Linked DNA regions of Sus scrofa: region 2 is linked to region 1. A link is a contact called in public Hi-C data. All regions are on one chromosome and are shown on one strand. Each heading gives the region's core, a stretch centred on a gene start, on an enhancer-like site or on the middle of the called end of the contact. The rest is flanking DNA. Distances are from core to core; before and after follow the strand shown. Region 1 holds the start of KIF12 (kinesin-like protein KIF12). Region 2 holds the start of COL27A1 (collagen alpha-1(XXVII) chain).

Region 1 (4,511 bases), core at 1,402-3,901:
CCTCCTTTTCCTTATAGGCTGTCTTTCTGCTCATCTCAGTCCCCCACCTGCTCATTGTAGATCTCCAGGTAGGAGGCATGGAGAGTGACAGGGGCACCCAGGTGCTGCACACGGTCTAACAGCCAGGCGAAGGTCCTCTGCATGATGCCAGCCAGGCTGGGGGGGACCGGCACCCCCTCCCCCTGAGGGCAGAAATAGCTGACCTGGGGCTGGGTTACCATCACCACCACCAATTATAATTACCCTTTGTGGTGTTCCCATCGTGGCTCAGTGGTAATGAATCTGACTACCATCCATGAGGACACAGGTTTGAGCCCTGGCCTCACTCAGTGGGTTAAGGATCCAGCCTTGCCGTGAGCTGTCTCAGACGTGGCTAGGATCTGGCATTGCTGTGGCTGTGGTGTAGGCCGGTGGCTACAGCTCCGAGTCGACCCTTGGCCTGGGAACCTCCATATGCCACCGGTGCGGCCCTAAAAAGACAAAATAATAATAGGAATAATTACCCTTTGTAAACACTGTGCCAAGTTCCCACACATCTCATTAATTCTCAGTCAGTACTATCAATTCCATTTTACAGATGAAGAAACTGAGAGCTAGTAAGCAAAGGGGACACGATTTGAACCCAGGTGTTCTATATTGACCAAGTCCCTTCAGCTCTCTAACCCCTGGTTTCTTTGTCTGCAAATAAACGGGGCTGGGCTGCATGGTCGAAGCCCCTTTCCTCCGGGAGTCTGCGCTGCCCGCGGCTCGCCAGGGCTTCCAGCCCACCGACCCCTGGACTGCAGAGACTCCGCGTGTGCTCGGCCCACCTGGGGAGGAGGTCCGGTCAGGGTGTAGGTCTTCCCGGAGCCGGTCTGACCGAAGGTGAAGACGGTGCAGGAGAAGCTGGGGGCGGCAGGGGTGTGGCTTAACCCGGCGGCGCCCCAAGGGGGTGGGGCCTGGGGCGGGGTCGTGCGAGAGGGGCGTGGCGTCACCGGGCCTCACTCACCCGCGCAGCGCCAGCTCGCCCAGGCGCCGCACGCCGCTCGCCCGGAACACGTCTTCTTGCGTGCGCGTCCCGTCCAGCACGGCGCCGAAGCGGAACGCCACGTCGGGGCCCCCGCCTGGGGGACTTACCTGGGGAAGGGGGCGGTGGAGAAGGAGCGGGGGACTCTGGGGAGGGCGGAGCCTGGGGGAAATTTGCCGGGAGGCAGCGACCTGACGTCTTCCGGGTAGGTGTTTTTTGGGGAGCGGGTGGGGTCTTCACCTGCAGAGTCCGAGTCCCTGAGCAGTGCAGCGCGCTCTGTTCCCCTCGACGCAGCTCCGCCGCGCTCATGGGACGCACCCTGTGGTCCGACGGGGCGCGGAGGGGACGGATGGTCCACTCTGAAGTCTCCATCAGTCCCTTCCTCGCTCCGACCCCTCCTCGCCAACTTGTACCCACCTTAGCACCACTTGGATAGGCGTTTCAGGCCCCTCTGGCCCCTGCTCCAGGTTCCGCGCGGGGTCTCTATGGCAGCAACTGTGAGTTAACCATCCCTGCGCCAGCGGCTCCTCGAACCTCCCTAAATCTGTACTTACCCGTCCGGGGATCCGCGTTCCTCCATGTCCTGCTTCGCACACAGAGTTAGCTCCGCCCGAGTCTCCTTCCTTCTCCTCCCCAATACCCTCCCTTCTCCACCACACTGGGACTGGCTCTACACACCTTACATCCCCCACCCTCATCCCCCACGTCCCAGGCAGCCATCCATCCGGAAAGGCTTGAGCCTGCCCAGGGCTAGCTAGTTAAAGATTTACACACCTCCACCTCTGTGGTGGAGAGAGTCTGTAGCTAGGAGGTTCTGGGGCCGAGGATCACTTTGTCCTTCGCCAGTCCCTTCCGGAGGGACCACCTAGACTAGCCTCTGCACAGATGGGGATACTGAGGCTGGGATGGGAAGGACTCAGCCAAGGCCACAGGGCAAGTCTGGGCAGAACGTGGACCAGGCTCTTCCCACTCTGACCACATGCTCCTCCTCCAGTTTTGCAATCTTCCTCCCCAACCTAATCCTCCCCAGCTGTTCCAGCTTCTTCCAACTCAGAGCCCAGGGAGGGCACAGGGGTCTAGAACGGTGGGAGGGGCCCAGGTCTCAGCTCCAGGAAGATGTGGCTGGGTTGAATTCATGAGCTGAGCTGCCAACAGGCTCTGCAGCATCTGGTTAAACCCTGGGCCACCTGCCTCACCAATGCCGCAGCTGAACCAAGGCCAGGGTGGTTGTTTAACCCTCCCCTGCTCTGGCTGATGAGAGCAGCAGTGATGTCTGTGCATTTGCTGGGGCAGGGCAGTCACCGGTTCAATGCCAGTCCCCATGCAGGGCCCCAGGGAGGAGAATCACATGCAGATTCTGACCCTTTCAAGCTCATAGTCTTGCTAGGGAGACAGGTAAGTACAACCTAGTGTGCATGGGCTTGGGGGGCGGTGTGTGAATTCAGAGGCTTGTAGGAGGTGAGAGTGGTGCGTGAGTGTGTTCCAGGCAGAAGGAGCATCCTGCAGGAAGGCCGGGGAGAGGTGTGGAGATGTGTGTGGCCTTGAGAGGTAGTTTGAGGTTGGACTCAGCTCATGAAAGGCACATAAAGAATTCTGGACTCAGGAGTTCCCGTCGTGGCTCAGTGGTTAACGAATCCAACTAGGAACCGTGAGGTTGCGGGTTCAATCCCTGGCCTGGCTCAGTGGGCTAAGGATCTGGCATTGCCATGAGCTGTGGTGTAGGTTGCAGACGCAGCTCAGATCCTGCATTGCTGTGGCTGTGGCGTAGGCCGGCAGCTACAGCTCCAATTAGACCCCTAACCTGGAAACCTCCATATGCCGTGGGAGCAGCCCTTGAAAAAGCAAAAAGACAAAAAAACAAAAAACAAAAAACAAACAGAATTCTGGACTCATTCCTCAGAAAATCAGGAAGCCATCAAAGGGTTACCAATAGGGAAGTGACACCATCAGTAGGTAGTAATTGTTATTTTTTTATTGTCATCCTGACTATTTCTGCATATTCTCTGAATACTTCTATAAAGTCCTCTTCCCTCAAACACATTAAGATGAAAGCGCTAACAATCATCCCCCCCCCCGATGTAATACGCTCTAGACCACCACAAATGACAGCCAGCTATCAGAGCCACCAAACTAGCAAATGATTTATCATGGGTGGCAGTGCGATGCGCATACACTGGAGGCATGCAAGCAAGAGCCACTTGACATTTTGGTTTGATAGGGCTTTCTAGATGAATCTGTAGGGAGAGGTAGGTAGAGCAAAGAGGCCCTGTCTCTGGCTCTGCCAGCAGCATACTACAGAGCCCTGCACAAGTCTTAGCCTGTTTCCTTCCCATGAAAAGAGATGCATGATCCTGCCCTGGTGTTATATAGTTCTGTCATTTCAGTGAAACAGTGTAATTGAACATGATTCGTATATTGTAAAGAATTACTTAAAAGCAAAAATAGGGTTCCCATCATGGCTCAGCAGGTTAAGAACCTGACTAGTATCCATGAGGATGTAGATTCAATCCCTGGCCACTCTCAGTGGGTTAAGGATCCAGCGTTGCCACAAGCAGCGGGGTGTATTGCACATGTGGCCTGGATCCCGTGTTGTGGCTGTGGTGTAGGACTGCAGCTGCTGCTCTGATTTGACCCCTAGCCTGGGAACTGCCATATGCCATGGATTCGGCCCTAAAAATTTTTTTAAAAATAAATAAAAGTCCCTAAGTGATCTCTAAGATTCTTTTCAACTCTGAAGTTCCTTAATCTGTTATGTGTTTTGAATCCTTGAGGTGGATAGGACAAGAATTACCGTTCCTGTCTTTCAAATTTAAAAAAAAAAAAAAAAAAAAAAAGCAAACAAAAATAGAGGTAGGCAGGGGAGGCTGTCTAAGGAGAAAGCAGCTGTAAATGGCCAAACCAAGTCAACCTAGAACCAGGAACCCTAAGTCCTGTGCTGTCTGCTTCAGGGTGTGTTTTTCAGTTGTAAACCCAGTAAGTGAACACGCTGCTCCTTTAAATGCCCTGAAGAGAGTTAAAGGCTATGGATCCCTCACATCGTAGTGGGGGTTGGTTTGAACAGATTGCCCTGCTGAAGGGATTTTGAGAAACGTGCCAAGACAGAGGACGTATGCACATTGGGGTATGAGGAGCTGTTCGGTAGGGACTTTTGCACCAGGCTCCCCCGCACCCCCGGGATCAGACTGTGTCCCTCACTGGATGTGCACAAGCAGGAGCAGAGGTCTGGTTCTATCCTCTCGTGGTGACTGCGAACATCCGCCTCCCTTAAACTGAGCATTCATTCAGCCAATTTTTATTGTCTCCTCGGTATGCCAGGCTTCTAGGCACCTGAGCTACATTAGCAAACCGAATGGACACTGCTTGAGTATCTATGGGGATGTGGAGCATCTGGAACTCATACATTACATGTAAATACAACCTTTTTTTTTTTTTTTTTTTTGGAAAGCTGTTTGGCACCATCTACTAACACTAGACGTGTGCCTGTCCTGTGCCCTGGCAATTCCAC
Region 2 (4,511 bases), core at 1,373-3,872, 48 kb after region 1:
GTTCATCCTCTATCATTATTTACTGAACTGGATTGATTGTTGAACAGCAGTTTCTCACTTCCAAGCTCAGAGGATCTGTGCTAAGGATTATGCTCAATGTGCCTACTTTATAGATGAAAAGGAGTGAGGCTCTAAAGGGACATCGCAATCTTTATGGGCTTTTCGGGGGGTGGTTTCCCATGGGTCTTTTGGGCTACTCTCAGGAAAGCATGGCTCCCCAGGGCTCACTGTTGCACACTCAGATTTGGGAGTAAGATGTGGAAAGACCTGGGAACTCAGCCACTGATCTACTGCCTGACCTTTGAGGAAATACAGGCTCTTGCCTGGAAATGTCTTTCTGGCCAGTAAGTTGCATGTCGTCACCCACACGGTGCAGCAGGGAGAGCAGGATGGCTTCTCCACTGGAGTCCCCTCACGCCTCCTTCAAAACCTGCTGAAATCTGCTCCCACTCGTCTGGCCTTTTTGTGACTTTGCCACTGGAGCTGTCTTCCCCCGTGGCTGCATGTGTATCCAACACGTACTTTGGGAGCCAAAGGCCACCTCCTCCTAGGAGCCTTCCCTGGTTTCTTTGCATCCCTTAGTCAGCTTGACAATTCAATTCATCTGTATCTCTCTGGCAGCATCTATCACATTCTTCTTGTGTTATGGAATTGCAGGGGATGGTCTGTGACACGGCAGTGTCTAATATCTCCCATCCAGGCTCCCTTCTCTGTCCCAAGTTAATGCCCACATTACAAATGTGTGTCTGCCCAGGAAGCAGGACCATGCGCACAGTTCTTTGTCTTCACTCCATAGTGGTAGACTCGCTTCCCCCAGCTTTGCTCAGGGGTTTACACACTGTAGGAGTTAAAGAAATTTATTTAAATTATTATTATTATTATTATCATCATGTTTGCTTTTTAGGCCCATACCCATGGCATATGGAAGTTCCCAGGCTAGGGGTGGAATCAGAGCTACAGCTGCCGGTCTACACCACAGCCACAGCAACGTGCGATCCGAGCCACGTCTGCCACCTACACCACAGCTCGCAGCCACGCAGGATCCTTAACCCACTGAGTGAGGCCAGGAATCGAGCCCGCATCCTCATGGATCCTAGCCGGGCTTGTTAACCGCTGAGCCAGGAAGGGAAATCCTCATTTAAATTATTAATGATTTGAGCATCTGTTGTATCCCAGGCTCCATGCTGGGTGTGGGGACACAGCTAGATCTGACCTCGACAGCACTGTGTGACCTGTGCGACAACACGGCTGTAGGGCAGAGCTTTGAGCTGTACTTAGAAGGAAAGAGAGTCTGTGAACAGGCAGAAAGGAGGCTGGGGGGAGAAAAGAACCTGGGAGGAGACAGCATGGACAAGACCTTGACACAGGCCAGCTTGGCCGGAGCCTGGGTCCAGGCATCAGAGAGAGCAGAGCTCACTGAGCAGATCATGTAGCTGAGAGGCTGGCAAGGATCTGCTCAGAGCACTTGAGAGGCTAAGATTTAAAGCTCAGCTGCTGAAGACAGGAATCAGACTACCTGGGTCCCGATCCCACCTCTATCACTAACAGCTTAGTGATCTCAGGAAGGTTACATAACGTTTCAGAATCTTAGCTTTCTCACCTGTAAGGGGGGATAACAGGCCTCCCTTAAACAGGGGTGCTTTGCGCAGTGCCACCCAGGGCCTCAGGGGAAGCATCTGGATTGCAAAACACTAGGAAGGTCAAAAAACCTCAGTAATGGAGATTTACATCTAAGTAAGGCGTGTGCCAAAAACCCCTAAGTTATCCAGACACGTAATATTTTAAAGCCATACTTTTAAAATGTCAAAATACATGCCCAAACATCCAGTATGAACTTAATACCAAAAATGTAAATAAAGGTAGGGTCCCTCCAGCCCAAAGGATGCAGCTCAAAATACAGCAACGGTTATTGGGCTGGGAGTTTTCAACCTTCAAGAGCCGTGGACGTCTGAAAACCTGAGGAGAACCAGGGCCCTCTGTCCCCCAGAAGAATGCACAAACAGGCACAATTTGTGCAGAGCTTCGGGTGTTCCTGCACTCCTGGTGCTCGGCCAGGTGGAGGTTAAGAGCTCGGGTTCAACGTGGGCGTGCGGGGGTGGGGAGTGGGTCCACGCGCCGGCCAGCCGCCTGCGGGCTCCCCAGCACCACGCTGGGCCTCCCTCCAGGCAGCCACGGATGCGCTGCCCCCTGCAGGAAGAAGTCTACAACTATGCAGCTTCTTTTTCGAGCTTGCTTGGCTCGCCCGCCGCCCCCACCCTCCCCCTTCGGCTTGGGACTTTTCCTAAAGTTTGCTGAAACCAGACACCTTGCTCCACCGAGCCCGCGTGCAGCCACGGTTTAAAAGGCCGCCTTCAGCGCCCCCTCCCCGCCCCCAGCGGAGACTTCAAAAGGCCCCGCGGGCGCCGCGGGCCCTGCACCTATGAACCGCCCCCAGCGCCTGGAGCCCGTGCTGGAGCCCAAGGACGTAGAGCGGCTGAAGTTCGAGCGCAGGCGGACCCGGCGGGTGGCGCAGCCTGGCGCGCCCATGCCCCTCCCGGTGCCGCTGCGCTGCGAGCGCCCGCGCCCAGTTTAGGGAAGGGGACCCCGCACCCCCGCCCCCGCGCCCGCGCCCGGGGCTGCGGGGACCCATGAATACAAATGCCGTTAGGCGCCCGAGGAAGGACCGACCGTCCAGCCTCGCACCTAGGGACCCAGTAAGTGCCCCGGGGCTCCTGGAGCGCTGGGTGTACGGGTGTGTGTGCGTAAAAGTGTGCGCGTGTGGGGAGGAGGTGCACGTGCGAGGAGTGAATTCGTTTGTGCCCCTGTGCAGTGGGCACTAGCGGAGTGCCAGTGGGGGTTTGCGCTCCTGAGTATGGGCACTTGGGGTGTTACATGGGGTGTGTGTGTGTGTGTGCACGTGAAGGTGTGTATGAGAGGTGTGCACGCGGGTGTGTAACCTTGGGGGGGATCTGGCTAGGCTACGCTAGTGTGCATTTGTGTGCGTGTAAGCACTAACGTGCATGCGTCTGCGTGTGTGGAGTCCGGGTGTTTGCTCTCAAGTCCAGACACCCCAGAGCGTGTTTGCGTGAGCCCAGGAGGAGTGCCGGACTGCGCCTGTGTGTGAGTGAGTCTGTGTCTGAGTTTGGGGCAAGTGGAGGCGTGTGTGGGAATGGGTGTATGCACCAGTGAACAAGTCGTGGAGATGGAGGCGCGCGGGGTGGGGGTAGGAGGGTTTCTAATGCCAGGCTCGGACTGGGGTTGTGAGTGTGAGAATTTGCCTGGTGTTTTCAGCGGCGTCAAGGTGTGCAGTTAGGCGCTCCCCAGTGGGATCTGAGGGAGCCTTTGGTCTGCTCTCTGGCGGGGAGGTTAAGCTCCCATTTCTTACCGCCTGGAGAGGGAAGAGAGAGGAAGGTAACCAGCATTTCATAAGCCCACCCACTGCCTGCCCAGAAAAGTGTTCTTCAGGGAGCTCTGAATCCAGGAGGAAAATGGGGGGGGGAGGCGGGGGGGGGGGAAGGTAGGACACTGGTTGTCGTTTTCGTGGGAGTCTGGACACTGAGTGCTAGTCCCAGATCTTTGCCTGGAACTCCAGGTTCCTTTCAGCAGTGATATCCGTTCCCTTTTCCCCTCTTCTTTGCCCCCAACGTGAAGACTCCCTGTCTTACAAACTAGAGGTCCCACATCTCCGACTTGTGACCATTCCCGTTGTGCAGTCTTGGCCAACTTTTTCCTCTATGTGAATCTCAGTTTCCCCATCTTTACAGAGGGATTGGGGGTTGGGGGTGTTTGAGCGGGACCGTGGTGGGCCCGCGGAGGCTGTGTCCCTGGCTGCGGCCAGCAGGGGGCAGCAGGGGGCAGCAGAGGGCGGCCCGGCGCGGGGAGGAGAGAAGGTGGAGAGCCACCGCGGGCCGAGACTTTAAATCGCCTTCATTTCCCCCAAATCCTTCCTTTTCCTCTCCTCCCCCAGGCCGGCGGGGAGGCAGCTTCCACCGCCCTCCGCGCGCCCTCGCCCGGCCTTGCTCTGCCTCCGGGGACCGCTAGCAGCCCGCCTCCAAAAGTTTGATCATCTTTTTTTTTTTCCCCCCTGCTTCTTCTTCCTTTTCGGTGGAAGCAGAAAAGAGCGAGGCACGGGCGAGCGCGGCGCCGGGACTCCTGGGACCATGGGCCTGGCGCGGGCGCCCGCGGGGCCCCGGCCGCGCTGCCTGCCTGCTCGGGCGCCCCTGGGAGCGGGGCTGCGCTGGGGGAGCGGGGGCCGCGCGCTCTGAGCCGGCCTGGCGCGGCGGGGCGGGGGGCTGGCGGCCCCATGGGGCGCGCCCACACTTGCCCCCCGGGCTCGGGAGCATGAAGTAGGGGCCCGCCATGGGAGCGGGATCGGCGCGGGGGGCCCGAAGCACAGCGGCGGCGGCGCGCGGGGGGTGAGTACTGGCTCGGGGACGCCCCCTCCTCAGCTTCCTGCCGCTCCAACCTCGGGGCGGGCTGGGGTTCCCCGCCGCGCGGGACGCTTACAGCGGAACGTCTGCTTCCTGCCCCTT

What was found. A called contact is a pair of places that touch in the nucleus more often than the background predicts.
Region 2: a contact with region 1 is called in a Hi-C map of fetal skeletal muscle, with 3 times the contacts expected there. The contact joins the promoter of COL27A1 here to the promoter of KIF12 in region 1. A contact is called at or near these places in 2 of 5 promoter capture datasets (fetal skeletal muscle and liver), 20 of 47 Hi-C or Micro-C datasets (alveolar macrophages, brain, embryonic fibroblasts and 12 more) and 1 of 2 datasets of contacts at active chromatin or transcription factors (skeletal muscle).

The regions. Positions count from the first base shown.
Region 1 is chr1:254,717,908-254,722,418 of Sscrofa11.1, forward strand. KIF12 (kinesin-like protein KIF12) reads right to left here and starts at 2,652. Exons shown (of 19, transcript XM_021067853.1): 1 at 1,781-2,652; 2 at 1,424-1,489; 3 at 1,247-1,325; 4 at 989-1,116; 5 at 810-885; 6 at 48-182. The coding sequence starts at 1,315. It overlaps LOC106509240 (a long non-coding RNA gene), which reads right to left. Exons shown (of 4, transcript XR_002337367.1): 4 at 3,638-4,511.
Region 2 is chr1:254,765,954-254,770,464 of Sscrofa11.1, forward strand. It overlaps COL27A1 (collagen alpha-1(XXVII) chain), which reads left to right and starts at 2,623. Exons shown (of 61, transcript XM_021067868.1): 1 at 2,623-2,693. The coding sequence starts at 2,638.